Regions from separate parts of the Mus musculus genome. Here regions 2, 3, 4 and 5 are each linked to region 1. The links are chromatin contacts, called in public HiCAR-type and promoter capture Hi-C maps. All regions are on one chromosome and are shown on one strand. The core of a region is the stretch at or near the end of the contact, and the rest is flanking DNA. Distances in the headings are between cores, read along the strand shown. Region 1 holds the start of Cep20 (centrosomal protein 20). Region 2 holds the start of Top3b (topoisomerase (DNA) III beta). Region 3 holds the start of Spag6l (sperm associated antigen 6-like). Region 4 holds the start of Fgd4 (FYVE, RhoGEF and PH domain containing 4). Region 5 holds the start of Dnm1l (dynamin 1-like).

Region 1 (2,827 bases), core at 237-2,736:
TTTGCAGAAAACGCAAAGTAATGAGCTGGATTTGGGAAACGCAGCATGTCCTTCATACTTGGTGGCAGATTCCTAAACCATGCCTCAGCTGCCTTCTCCGAGGTAATGAACTCTACTTCTCAGAGAAAGAGCTAGGTGAAATGGAAGAGGTTTTAGACCAGTAAAAGCCCAGAAAATGTAAGATCACTGATTAGGAACAAGTTTTTATTACTTTTCTCTCAGACACAAAGCATACCAAGAACCAGAGAACGCAGAAGAACATATATAAGGAGGTCCCCCTCAATTTGTAGGGATAACCTCTGGGCTCTTTTATCATTTTGCTACTTGTAGTCTTATGCTTACAATGCTATTATTATAAAAATGCCTTCAGGAATTGGTCTTAACCCAACTTCTTTTCCATAGACTTTATCTTGAAATCCTATGAAAAGTTTATACAATATACATGTACTATGTATACTCCCATCCCCAGAACAGCTCATTGACTCATGTGAAGTCCCTCCTGGGGACTGAGGTATGTCTGCTTTTGGAATGCTCACCAGCAGTGTCCCCAATACATATGCAGTCAATAGTTACTACATCTTAGTCTCCAAACTATTCCATTTGGTTCTCTCCAGATTTCCATTACCGTTGGCTTAGTCTCTGAATTCCTTGACACTCAGAACTAGGTTTATTCTACGGGAAGCAGAATGGCATGATTAAGCCAGTGCACCTTATGGGGTTTCCACACGAGTCGATTTCTATCTAAATTATCGTGGATGAAATATTCCAACTCTCATGTATGAAATGGACATAGCGTTGCTACACAGAATCAAGTTGGATGAGTTGTTAAGGGTCTGATAGAATCACATACTGAACCTTAACTCCAATTACAACTCAAACGTTAACTCTAATTACTATTCAGAGTTAACAGTATACACGCGTTATTGATGTCTACTCCTTGTTTTGTAGTCCTGGGGATGGAACCTGCATGCACCCTGCACACAACCAACCATTTTGGAAAACCTCTTCCGAAAAATCCTGAAGAGCCGCCAGGATGGACAACTCTGTCTCAGGTTTCTGCCAAAGGACAAGGAGGACCTAGCCATACGTTGTCGTCCGGATGGGCTAGCCGTGCAAATCATTGGGAAGTGTGTCTGTCACCAAATCGTGGCTGTGGTGTTGTCGTGGTCAGCTCGGAACGCAGGCCTTTGGGCGCTGTCTGCTCAGTAGGGTTCTAAGAGATACCCAGAGGTCCTGAGGGGACAACAGATACCAGTCCCTTCCTCCAGCTCAAAGGCTGGCCCTAACATAGCGCATGCGCAAAGGCCGCCCCTGGTGGGCCCTGCCACCCTAGAACGACCCTGGAAAAAGATGAGCCGATGTCCCGCGCGCTCTCCTTCTGTCCCATCCCTATCATATACGGAAGGTTCGACGCTTCCCGCAACCGAGCATCCCCTCAATGCACTCACCAGCTTTCAGTTCCGTAACAGTCGCCATTTTTCAACGGCTGCTGGTGCCACGCCTCTCCAGTGCGTACGCACGGCTCTCGGCGCGGCCTCCAACCAATAGGAGTATGGCTCTGCTAGACCGCGTCTGTGCCTGCGCTCCGGTGATTGGCGAGCCGCCACATGAGACTCCACCAATCAGCGACCGTGTGAGGCGGGCTACACTGCAGAAAAGCTTGGAGCCAGAGCCAAATCTGTACCCAACTGCTTTGCCTTTTGTCGCCGCCCAAGTCCTACAGGTCAAGGTGCTGATTGTTCACCTCCCCTCCCCGCACCTTGGCAGGCTTTGTGCTCAGTCCGAGTCCCAGACACAACCCAGCGTCAGAATTACCTGGAAGACTGGTTAGAACAGACTGCTCTGACCCACCCTTGGGTCTTTCTGAGGCACGGACCAAGAGTTGGTTTTTCTGTCAACTTCCAGAATGCTGTGGATGGATGCTGTTAGTCTGAGAAGTGCCACCTTAAAAATCATCTTACACGGCACCCACTCGAAAGTGAACACTAGGAAGTCTTTACACGCCTCAGGTCAATGATGCCCGTTATACAGAGGAGGAAGTTGAGTGTCTAAAGGAAGATCACTGGCAAATGGTGGAGCAGGTGATAACCTAAACCCAGGCCAGCATCTCTTCAAAGCTTGCTCTCTACACTACCGTTAACACCGAGTACATTTGGAATCCTCGAGTTGTTTGTGGAAACAGCTGATAAAAGATTAAGAAGAACAAACATGGGAATAATACATTCAAAATGTGAGGCAGTATAATGGCAGTTGACTCTCCAGGGAGTCTAAGACACTGGACCCTTAAAATTCTGGACAGCCCAATAGTGGAAGTCTATGAGTGGATGCTAGTGAGCATATTTTCGAGGAAGTAAACTGTAAGAAATAGAAAATATAGACTTTAAAAGAAATCATTGGGTGTTTGTTTGTTTTTGTCTCATCTTGTAGTCCACGCTATCTGGGCATTCACTCTGTAGCTCAGGCTGACATTGAACTAACAACAAACACTCTTTTTGCCTCATTCTCAAAGTGATGAACGCCCCTATACTGCCACAACTTGGTTTTGTTTTTAAATTTGCCTCAGGGAGATAGATGTATGTTCTTCCTAAGATTAGCTTTGTTTTGTTTTTTTTCTGAAGTGCACAGGGTGGCTTTGAATTAGCCCTCCTTTCTTTAGCCTCCCAAGTGCTGCAATGACAGGAGTACATCACCATATCAGGCTTCTGAGATATTTCTTAAAGTGGGTAGCAGTTTTAAAGTTTGAAATCCATTTAGAGGAATGGCTCAGTGAATAAAGTTCTTGCTGCATAAATTTGAAGACCTGAGTAACCTTCGAAACCTGTTCTGT
Region 2 (2,827 bases), core at 159-2,658, 2.6 Mb after region 1:
TGGGAGGAAGCACCTGCTGGAACGTCATGGGCCAGAACCCAGGACTGCGGGCTTGTCTCCCTGAGGGAGAGTGACCTCAACTCCCCTTGAGAGGCTGAGCCCCAAATAAGCAGATCTGTAGTTCACTTTAAATGCCTGGTAAAGGGGACAAGAGTTTTCTCCTTAAACCTAAGCCTCATATCAGACCCCAAATATGTGTGGGAGCAGTCACTGGGCCTCTTTAGATGTTCCTCTACCATATGTGAGCACACTAAATAAATCTCCTTCCTCTGCTTTTTAGTATTATCTCTTTTAATTACATTTTTATTTTCATTTCTTTTGTGTTCACATGGCCAGCTTGGCAGCCACTGTCTGCCTGCTGAGCCATCTTATAGGTTTCTTACTTGTCTCGTTGACAAGTTGGGGCTGTCATAGCCAGTCTTGGTAACAAAAGGATGGCTTAAAAACATAAGTTTGAGGCCAGCCTGGGTCCACAGTGAGTTCCAGTGAGTTCCAGGATGGCCTTGGCTACATAATGAGACAATCTGAATATATACATACATATATATATATATATATTTTTTTTTTTTTTTAAGACAGGATCCCACTATTTTGCTCTGGCTGGCTATTCTGGAACTCAATGTGCAGATGAGGCTGGCCTCGAACTCACTGAAATCTGCCTTTCTCTGCCTCCCAAGTGCCGAGATCAAAGTTGTGAGCCACCATACCAGGCTATTAAAAAACGGTATGCTAATAAAGTCATCAAAACTATTTTAAAACTTCCATAATTCTAATACTCTAAAAAAATTACATATTATCTTCCAGATACATTAACACAAGTAGTGTGGTCTTCAAAATTTTAAAAGGTGCTTTGTTTTGTTTTGTCTTGTATAGCCTATAGTCCCAAGCTGGAATGAAATTCACTATGTAGCCCTGAATGACCTCTAACTCGCTGTCTCAACCTTCTGATTGCTTGATTCCTGGTAAGAGCCACCATCCCGCTCACAGATGTTGCTAACACTGAAAAAGCCTGCTATCTGAAATGTTTAAATTATTTTAATTATTGGGCTGGTTAAGTGGTTAAGGACCTGGGTTCAATTCCCAGTACCCATATGGCAGCTCACAACTATCCCCAGTTCCAGGGAATTTGACACCCCCGCACGGATGTGCATATGCAAGCAAAACACCAATGCATATCAAATAAAAATAAACTTTACATTTTTATTTTAATCATTAATTGCATATTTTCATCAGTTCTCGTAATCATACTGACAATCGTCATTAATGTCTTCTCCGGATGATTTTTTGGAGACACAATGGAGACTTGGGGAGCCCCTGCTGCTCCCAACAGGAAGCAGACAGCAAGGCACCCGGAACTCACCAGCCTCGGAACTTGCAGACACCTTAGTGTCGACATCGGAGGGCAGATGAGGGGACGCCACAGACGGACAGAGCCGGAAGTGAGTTCGTGAGTGGCCACCGGGGAAAGCACAGCCGGAGCGAGAGGCGCAGCGGCACGGCGGGTGAGCAGTGGGATGCTGGCTGCTCGAGGAAGCGGAAGACGCTGGCTTTCCCCAGGCATTTCCGGAATGGTAGCAGCGCTCCGACCCGGGCGGGGGCGTGGGGGAGGGTCCTGCCCTGGCGCGGCTTTTTCGCCATCCAGCCCTCGCCGTGGGGCCTCTGGGCGGCGGTGGAGCCGCGTTTAGTGGGCAGTGGTCGCTTTTCCAACGAGCTCCCCGCGGCCCCGAGGTGAGACGTTTCCCCCTAGTTGAGGGTAGGGAAACCGGCTCAGGGAAGTTGTGCTGCCCACAGAGGCTCAGGCCTGCGGTTTGCGTTCTTATCCGAAGGTTCCACTCGCTGCCTCCCGGAGCCTGCTCTGTCTGGAGACCCAGGCTGTTCTCGGACTTGATCTCTGCAGATTAGGAGAAAACTTGGGTAAACCAATGAGCTAGAGTCGAGGGCCAGCTAGTTATGCATAGGGAAGAACGGATGACCTCTCTTAACCTATTTGGAACCCGGCCTTTGGGAACAGGACTGTGAAAAGCCAGGACGACTTGGATTTGATAGCCAGAGAAAGGGGGGAATTTTCACCGTTCGCCAAGGTCCCTTGTCGCTAGTCTGAATTGTTATGCACTGCGATTTATTCTGGCTTTTTAAACTAGGATGATGAGATGGCTCAGCGCTCTTACAACCAAGGTTCCGACCCCGGGAACTCACGTTGTAAAAAGAGAGAGCTGAATCCCACAATTTGTCTTCTGACCTGTGACCGGCAGCATGTGCGTGCCCATACATATCCACACACAAAATAACTGTTTATTTGTTTGTTTAACTTTAACTCCTATTTTATAGCAATGTTGGTAGACAGAGCTGCAGCATACTAGATACAAAGAAGGAGTTAAGAGACAGGCTTATTTTCCTGGATCTGTAGGTGATTAAAAGTCACTGAAGTGTTAAATTCTTAGATTTCCCATGCTTTGCTGACCCCTTTTGGGGCTCCTCAAGTTAAATCCACTACTACATAATACAAAAAGAAACCTCCATATTTACAGTGCTTTCCAAGGGACACTGATTAGTGAGGTGTGGCAAAGAATGGGCAGGTTGTCTTGCTATTCTCTCTTTGCAATCCACACCTAAATAGCCCTTTGCTTACCTAACTCCAGAATAGGACAAACTATAGTGTCAGAGCCTTGGCAGAAAAGACTTGGTATATCATGTAGGTTTATGTTAAGGAGTCTTATTTAAGTGATCATATATAAAAATTTTGGCTAGACATTTTGGTGTACTCCTGAATTCCCAGCACTCAGGAGTTGAAGATAGGAAGATCAAGGCCGTAGTGGCTATATAGTTA
Region 3 (2,827 bases), core at 198-2,697, 2.5 Mb after region 1:
ACCTGATTTTTTTTTCTTTTTAAGGGAAACAGGAGGGATGGATATAGGGGAGAGGGAAGAGAAGAGACTGGAAGGAATAGAGGGAGAGGGAACTTTGGTCAGGATATAAATATTTGAGAAAAGAATAAAAAATTTTAAAAATAAAGAAAATATCCGAGAATAAACACCAAAATCCAAAGGACAAAACAAAGGACCAAAAAGGTACAGGGTATTTAAGTTAGTTTTAAAGATATCCTATAATATGCCTGGTGGTAGTGGTGCACACCTTTGATCCTAGCTGTCACAGGAGGCAGAGGCAGGAGGATGTCTGAGTTCCAGGTCAGCCTGGTCTACACAGTGAATTCCAGGACAGTCAAGGCTACACAGAGAAACACTGTCTCCAGGAAGGAAGGAAAGAAAGAAAGAAAGAAAGAAAGAAAGAAAGAAAGAAAGAAAGAAAGAAAGAAAGAAAGAAAGAAAGAAAGAGAGAGAGATATCCAATAAACTAAAGGTTTCTCAAGACAAAATAGTGATAGCAATCTCAGAGTTCAGTTAGTAGCTCATGCTTGATCTGGGCAAATGAAACTCTCCTTCCTCCCTCCTCCCTCCTCCTCTTCTTACTGACATACCTGGCAGGGACAGGGATCTCTCTCTCTCTCTCCTCTCTCTCTCTCTCTCTCTCTCTCTCTCTCTCTCTCTCTCTCTCTCTCTCTCTCTCTCTCTCTCTCTCTCAGAATAAGATCTATGCTAAACAACTTCCAGGAAATTCATACTGCTTTGAATGAACCTGACAACCTGCCAGCGCCACCGCCACCCCCACCCCCACCCCCACCCCACCTCCGCTAAGGGGACTGGAGATTGTACAGGAGGAACTTGGAGGCGTCTCCTTTGACTCACCAGGCACACACACACAAACAACAAAACAAAACAAAACAAAACAAAACAAAACAAAACAAAGCAAACGAACAATACCTCTGCAGGTAAGAAACCCAAGAGGACAGCAGCTAAGGGTTACAGGTACAGCTGATGGGAGTCAGGGGATGGAAGAGGCCAGGGCCTGAGGGATAGGAGAATAGGATAGGGTGGCAGGTGAGACAGGCAGACAAGCGTGGGGTGCAGTCTTACCTGCATTCTGCAGCGTTTCGATGTTTTGGGGTCTTGTCGCCAGCTCTGCCACCATCTGCACGAATTGCGTCCGGGCTTTCTGGTACTGCTCGAACACTGAGGAGACAGACCCGGTAGAGGTGCCCTGTGGCCCGAGACGCCAACCCTCCCGAGTGCCCGCCAGCCTTTGCCATACCTTGCAGCACCTGCCGCTGGCTCATGGCGCCGCACCTGCTTCTCCAGGTCCAAGTGGTGGGCAGCTACCAGGACCTCCGCCACCGTTGAGCTGGTAGTGGGATCCGTTCCTCTGTGTATGCGTCTCCAGGGCAACCGACAGCAACCGGATACAACCACCAGCAAAGGTCGTGACGTCACGGCCAGAGTGGGGAAGGCTGTTACACTTTATCAACCGCTTGCCGGTTGTTGCACCCGCCTGGGGTGGGGAGGGTGTCTCTTGGGCAGAAGACTGTCAGGAGACAAGGTCCTCTACACACCAACCCACCAGAGTGGCTGGTGCGACGCCTACAGGTTGCGGGCACCACACACAGTCAAGAACAACCAAGCATGTAACCACCAAATAATCTGGTTGATAACAGTATTGTCAAAGCAACCTTAACACAGTGTTTTGTTTCTGGTGTATCCCTGGTACACATGACATTTTTGGTTTCCAGATCTCCGAAAACTCACAACTGTATACTTACTTAATTGCACTTAAGACAGCGACTAAGCAGTCTGAAATATTCAGTAGGAAAAGCAGAACAAATAATATAATTAATATCCTATGGTCCAGAATTACTCTTTTTTTTAATTAATTTATTTATTTATTTTCATGTATGTAAGTACACTGTATCTGTCTTCAGATACACCAGAAGAGGACACTGAATCCCATTACAGATGGTTGTGCGCACCATGTGGTTGCTGGGAATTGAACTCAGGACCTCTGGAAGAGCAGTCAGTGCTCTGAACTCACTGAGCCAACACTCTAGCCCCAAGGGTTACAATAAATAACAAGTTTGTGATCTGCATCTCTTTGGCTATTTGGTTTTAAAGTCAAGCTTTATTTTGTGGCTGAGTGACATTTCCAAAACAGGATGGGGACTGTATTAGTCAGGGTTTTACTGCTGTGAACAGACACCATGACCAAGGCAAGTCTTATAAAAAAACATTTAATTGGGGCTAGCTTACAGGTTCAGAGGTTCAGTCCATTATTATCAAGGTGGGAGCATGGCAGCATCCAGGCTGTCATGGCTCAGGCAGAGCTGAGAGTTCTACATCTTCATCCAAAGGCTGCTAGTGGAAGACTGACTTCCAGGCAACTAGGGTGAGGATCTTATACCCACACCCACAATGACACACCCATTCCAACCAGGTCACACCTATTCCAACAAGGCCACACCTTCAGATGGTGCCACTCCCTGTTCCAAGGATATACAAACCATCACAGGGACTATATCTTGAATACAGAGAAACCCAGTTTTCTTTTTCTTAGTAAAGGTATTCTTTGAAAATTTCAAACAAGCATAAATTTAACAATTTTTTAATGCAACAATTTTTAAGCCATATACAGTAGTCCCTCACACCGTGTCATAAACTGGCTTTATAGGAATGAGATCAAATTTCAGACATATTTCAGGGTAAATGTACTTTAAACAAAAGGGTTGTTTGATGTTATTTACATTCTCACACAAAACAGCTGGGGGGAGGGGAGGGTTGAGTGAGTGGTGTGAGTTTGGGTGTGTGGATG
Region 4 (2,827 bases), core at 95-2,594, 2.3 Mb after region 1:
ACCAGGATAGCTGGGCATAGTGAGTAGTAGCCTGCTTACCCAAGTGCCCTGAATTCTACTCCCAGTATGGGGGTGGGGGAATGGGGAGGGCACAAATAAATAAAAGAGCAAACAGAACCCTTTCTCCTACAAGCATAGCTGCTTTGCAGAAATAATTTATAGACTATACTGTGACTCTTGAAAGAGGATGTTTCATATTTTGATCGTCTCTTCAAAGCATTTGAAAATAAATCTAGTAACATAACAGAGGCATCAGACCAGTGTCTGTGCTGAAAACAACGGGTGACAAAATGCGATGACAAAGCAAACCATTTTCACTTAATAACATTTTCATTCAGTTTGGTGAATCACAGCTAGAACTGGAAGAGATCTCCAGAATACTTTATCAGTTTCTTACTTCTACAGGAAATGATTACAGAGGACTCTCCGTGATCCAGTTCATGCATCATCTCACATCCTGACTTATCTAACGTGAACACACACTTAACACACCATCCATCACGATTTTCTGTCATGTGCCTTCTATAGCTTCGGGACAAGGAATAGACAGCATATTTACCAGTCTCGACATTGATCATATTGATAAAAACACAAAGCTGCTTGCTCAATCATTACAAAATGAAAGTAAAGAAGGGTGAGATTTCTTTTTAAGATTCAAAATATTCAAAAACATAAACATTATCTGAGTGTTTGACTTTTGCCCTCGGGAAGGGAGCGCCAGGGAACTAAGGTCAACTGAGCAGAGGAATTTGGTGAATCTTAAACAGCAGTATATTGAAAAATAGGTTGTACAATTCCTAATAAAGCTTTTTCTAAGGGCACACCTTTAGTTTTTTAAGAACAAGCTGGCCATATTCTTGAAGCTTTGGGAGAAAGAACAAACTAACTAGGAATAGTGTCCTGCGGGGTAACTAACCTGTGAGGATCCCTTTCACAACAGAAGGCAGCCCTTTCCCCCAGGTCCTCAACAGCCAAAGGCACACACCCACACCCACTCCACTCCTAACACCCCGTCAAGCCCCCAACACGCGGCACGCCCTCCGCCAGTCCCCAACACAGGCGTCACGCCCCCAACACGCGCGGCACGCCCCCCGCCGGCCCCCCAACACGCGGCACGCCCTCGCTCCGCTCACCCACGCATTACCTGCGGCCTGGCTGGGTTGCGCGACACGGTCAAGGCGCCGCAATTGCGGCGAAGGCCTGCTCCAGGGCCGGGGGATCCCGGGCGGCAGGTAGGAGCCTGACTTCCGCCGGATGGCCACCCGCCTGAAGTTATGGTCGCTCTCGCTGTTCATGGTGGCCTGCGGTCACTCCCGCAAGCCTTGCCCCGCGCGCGTCCAGGTTGCGCGACTCCCTGCGCTCCCTCCCCGCGCAGGCCTCGCTTCCCGGGCCTGCGCTCCGACTCCGTCGTCGGACTCTCCGGCAGCGGCCGGCCCAGGCCGCCCCCGCTGCACAGCCAATCGCCAGAGTGCAGCGCGGTCCCGCCCGAGCGCCGAAGAGGCTTGGGGGGGACCGGCGTCGCCCATTGGCCCAGGGGAAGGCAGAGTGCACCTGCCTGGCTCACCTGAACCTCAGAAACGCCTCATCAGCTTACTTACCGACCACGCCCTGGGATGCTGGAAGAACAGTCTGGCTGTTACTCACCACACTTTCAAGAGCCAAAGTCTCCCAGGCTACCGCGCTGCAAACTTTAGGTAAGGAAACCCAGCTTTGAAAATGACTGAGAAGCCGGAATTCCAGATGCACCGCCGGCTCTTGGAAGAAGCGAATCAGCTTGCCGGGAGCGCTGTTCAAGCAATAAGGAAGCGCAGCTCTCACCTTAAAGGGAATAAAAGTTTCTTCTGCAGCCCTTTTGAGTAACCATGGCCCAGGAACACAGATTTAGACAACCTCAAATTCCATGTTCCAATGCGGAAGCAGTCTTAGAGTTTCACAGAACAAAGAAAGTCGTAAATCAAGGCAAGTTTAAAGTCCATTGGTAGGTATATCAGAGAGGCGGTTACCAGCAAGATGGAGGTTTTTGAATAGGCTTGAGATACTATCTCGTGACATTCTTAGCTTTGTGGTTGCTAGAAGTCATCTAAGTCAGTCAATAGATTCCAAAGGTTAGTTTAATCTGTTAGTCATGGGATGTTAGTTTTAAAGTAGAGGTGGACAAGAAATGACTGTTCCCCTGGGCTAAAGCTAGGCCAAGGTAAGTTAATTAGCCTCTGGGCTTGCAGCGTTCTAACCTCTCTACAGTACTGAAGTTCTAACCAGCCAGTCAGTCGGTGCAGACAGATTCCCTTCAGATTTCATCCACAGAATAACACTGGTTTCCAGAACAGCACAAGACCCAGTTTATCATGACCACTGTTAAAGATAATGTAGTAATAAAGTCAACAGATTTATGAATATGAAGCAGTTTCCAATGTACATTTCCACGGCAGAAAAAGGACATGACCACAGAGAAAAGACAAAAGTAGCTAACATGGTTACCTGGCTCAAGACAATAGCTTTTTTTTTTTTTAAAGATTTATTTATTTATTATATCTAAGTACACTGCAGCTGTCTTCAGACACTTCAGAAGACACTTCACACACTTCAGAAGAGGGAGTCAGATCTCCTTACGGATGGTTGTGAGCTACCATATGGTTGCTGGGACTTGAACTCAGGACCTTCAGAAGAGCAGTCGGGTGCTCTTAACCGCTGAGCCATCTCACCAGCCCGACAATAGCTTTTAAAGTCCCCTAAATACAAGAAAAGTTTGTCCTCTCTCTCTCATGAACAGACTTGCTCTCAAATCCCCATCTTATTGATTTAGGATATAGTACCTTACTTAAAAAAT
Region 5 (2,827 bases), core at 195-2,694, 2.0 Mb after region 1:
CCAGCACCCACATGGCATCTCACAATCATTTGTAACTCCAGTTTCGGGGATCATATACTTTCTTCTAACCAGCACCAGGGAAAACACTCACATCATAAAAATTAAAAAAAAAAAAAATTCTGGGCATGGTAGTTTTTCAGTCAAGGGAGCTGAAGCAGGGGGAGTGCTATGAGTTTCAGCCAATTCAGGTAACAAGGTAAATTCTTAGCCAGCTTGAAGTACAGAGTAGGGCTCATCTCAAAAACAATTCTCGCCAGGTGTAGTGGCACACGCCTTTAATCCCTGCACTCGGGAGGTTGAGGCAGGCGGATTTCTGAGTTCGAGGCCAGCCTGGCCAAAGTGAGTTCCAGGACAGCCAGGGCTATACAGAGAAACCCTGTCTCGACGCCCCCCCCCCAAAAAAAAACAAAAACAAAAACAAAACAAAACAATTCTCCCCAGGAGGATAGAGGCACTGAATGGTCTTCCAGAAGTCAATTCCCAGCAACCACATGGTGGCATGGTGGCTCACAACCATCCATAATGGGATCTGATGCCCTCTTTTGGTGTGTCTGAAGACAGCGACGGCGTACTCACAAACATTAAAACAAACAAAACCAACAAAAAACGCCCTCCTCCCCTAAAGTTCTGTTGCTCCTCTTCAGTTCAAAGCAGGCATTTTTTTAAAAAATGAAACTCACATATCTCTGCTATTCTAGATATCTATTCAACATTCTTTCATACAAAATTTGGACTTATCGCCAATACCCCACATAAGGCCTGAGAACCTTATACCAAATTTGGGTCACAGTAACAAAATTACAAACACCAAAGTCATGGTGCTCCTTCCTAACTTTAGGCCTCCAACTACACCCGGGATTTTCTTTTAATCTTATTTTTACTTTGTAATAGCTCCGTGGGCCACCGACTCACCACTAGCTTGCTGCCTGTCTGCTCACAGCAACTCCTGAGTCCGTCGCGTCCTCAGCGGCCGGAAGGAAGCGACAGCCGCCCACACGCCCGCCCGCGCGTCCCCCGAGTGCCCTTGGGCCAAGCCGCGCCGGGCTGTAGGCTGCAGGGCCACTCAGTCCCGCTGAGCGCCCGGGAGCAGAGCGGAGCGCCGAGCTGCCGGCCTCCTCCTGGCGACACCTGCAGGCCTGCGGCCGAGCCAGGCCTCGCAATCGCGGCCTCATCTTACCTGCGTTCCCACTACGACGATCTGAGGCAGCTGGATGATGTCCGCACCCACTGTGTTGAAGACGTCCTGCAGCTTATTGATGACCGGGATCAGCGCCTCCATGACCCCCGAAACACTGGACCCCCAACCCAGCAGGCCACTGCAATGAATGGGGACTCGACCCACAGCCCGCTTGCTTCCTCTTCTCCTCCGCCCTTTCCTCGGGAGCCCGCACCCATTGGGCCGGGCCAGCACCCAGCCCGCTCCCGGCAGGCCACGCGCCACGACAGAGGTGGGCGCGCAAAGGCTGCCGGGAGATGTAGTTCAGGCTGAGTGGAACGCGAAGGCCTATTCTAGAAGGTTTCAGGTATCGACCTGAACTGGGCGGGTAAGGAAGCTGAGACCGTGAATCTGAGTCTACTATAGTCAAAATGCTAGCTAACAGCTAGATGAATAATGATTGTTAGAGTGTTATGTATGAGTATGCCTCCAGGAGTTGGGACACACCAATTTTATGGACAACCATGGAAGACTTAGACAAAAGGTTAACAAGGTCTGTACTACATAGTGAAATCCTGTGTTTATAAGAAGGGATAGAGTCGCCGGGCAGTGATGGCGCATGCCTTTATCCCAGCACTTGGGAGGCAGAGGCAGGCGAATTTCTGAGTTCGAGGCTAGCCTGGTCTACAGAATGAGTTCCAGGACAGCCAGGGCTACACAGAGAAACCCTGTCTCGAACCCCCCCCCCCTTCCAAAATAGGGATAGAGTCTATTAATTAACCAATGTCATTTCCTTATGAGAAGTACTACTTTATGAAGAGCAATCAAGGAAACTATAGGAAAACTTAAAAGAATGTCTCCAGACATTTCTACCGCTCCAGCCTACCCACCAAGAGAGTTTATCTGGTCAAAGTTCTGAGAGTGAATGATAAGCCCTTAGAACTAGACATTCGTATCACACACACCAACTACGACTTAAGGTACAATGCAGAAATGAAGGCAGAAAGAATATAAGAAACCAAGGATTGAGCAGCTGTCATCTACTTACAAAGCTGTAGTTGTAGCCTGAATACATAGCACTATATACCTGCACAAGATTGGGCCCTCCAGCTATCTATCATAGAAACAGGAGGTGCCCATGAAGCTCCATTCTTTCTAAAGGAGCAGTAACTGTGAATGTTTGCTGGAGTTGGGGATTAGCTTTTTCTATTAGTATACCCACTAGGACTAATAGGTGGGAAGAAGGAGTCCTAGAAAGGAAGGGGGAATATCAGAGGGTAATGAGGGTACCAAAATAATCACAATATACTGGATTTTAAGACTGTTAAACATAAATAAAACAGTAACTCAGAGCCACAAACTCCCCAGCCTGAGAGGAGTGAAAAGCCAAGCAAAACTTGTTGCTATCTATTCATGATAGCCATGAGCACTCATAGTCACAAAGTTGTGGATTGTATAACTGGAGGGGTTACTTACCATTCACCTGCAACATATGCCATAGGAGACAGGCTTTACTGTTCAGAACACAGATGGTGGCTGGTTAATAAGTTTTGAAAAACACATAAATGAAAGACTCTGAAGATCCAGAAGTGATTTTTGGACATCTTGGCAAATGTTGTGACCTTCCCTTTTGTCTTTTAAAAACAAAGATTTCAGAATCCAAAACCAAGT

Evidence for each region. Promoter capture Hi-C pulls out the DNA fragments that hold promoters and counts their contacts. HiCAR-type assays count read pairs that join an accessible place to other places.
Region 2: a HiCAR-type map of astrocytes shows a contact between it and region 1, with 4 times the contacts expected there. The contact joins the promoter of Top3b here to the promoter of Cep20 in region 1. A contact is called at or near these places in 3 of 39 promoter capture datasets (cranial neural crest, hippocampal neurons and pre-B cells), 2 of 115 datasets of contacts at active chromatin or transcription factors (astrocytes and large pre-B cells) and 2 of 9 other capture datasets (adipose tissue and liver).
Region 3: a contact with region 1 is called in a promoter capture Hi-C map of hippocampal neurons, with 7 times the contacts expected there. The contact joins the promoter of Spag6l here to the promoter of Cep20 in region 1. A contact is called at or near these places in 3 of 39 promoter capture datasets (cranial neural crest, frontonasal cranial neural crest and hippocampal neurons).
Region 4: a HiCAR-type map of astrocytes shows a contact between it and region 1, with 4 times the contacts expected there. The contact joins the promoter of Fgd4 here to the promoter of Cep20 in region 1. A contact is called at or near these places in 3 of 39 promoter capture datasets (cranial neural crest, hippocampal neurons and pre-B cells) and 1 of 115 datasets of contacts at active chromatin or transcription factors (astrocytes).
Region 5: a contact with region 1 is called in a promoter capture Hi-C map of hippocampal neurons, with 3 times the contacts expected there. The contact joins the promoter of Dnm1l here to the promoter of Cep20 in region 1. A contact is called at or near these places in 6 of 39 promoter capture datasets (the C10 cell line, cranial neural crest, embryonic stem cells and 3 more), 1 of 115 datasets of contacts at active chromatin or transcription factors (astrocytes) and 2 of 9 other capture datasets (adipose tissue and liver).

Annotation. Positions count from the first base shown.
Region 1 is chr16:14,315,846-14,318,672 of GRCm38.p6, forward strand. It overlaps Cep20 (centrosomal protein 20), which reads right to left and starts at 1,487. Exons shown (of 5, transcript NM_025345.2): 1 at 1,449-1,487. The coding sequence starts at 1,476.
Region 2 is chr16:16,869,328-16,872,154 of GRCm38.p6, forward strand. It overlaps Top3b (topoisomerase (DNA) III beta), which reads left to right and starts at 1,409. Exons shown (of 18, transcript NM_011624.3): 1 at 1,409-1,728.
Region 3 is chr16:16,827,916-16,830,742 of GRCm38.p6, forward strand. Spag6l (sperm associated antigen 6-like) reads right to left here and starts at 1,448. Exons shown (of 11, transcript NM_015773.2): 1 at 1,280-1,448; 2 at 1,105-1,200. The coding sequence starts at 1,304.
Region 4 is chr16:16,598,634-16,601,460 of GRCm38.p6, forward strand. Fgd4 (FYVE, RhoGEF and PH domain containing 4) reads right to left here and starts at 1,345. Exons shown (of 17, transcript NM_001301817.1): 1 at 1,145-1,345. The coding sequence starts at 1,295.
Region 5 is chr16:16,357,587-16,360,413 of GRCm38.p6, forward strand. Dnm1l (dynamin 1-like) reads right to left here and starts at 1,445. Exons shown (of 21, transcript NM_001360008.1): 1 at 1,178-1,445. The coding sequence starts at 1,279.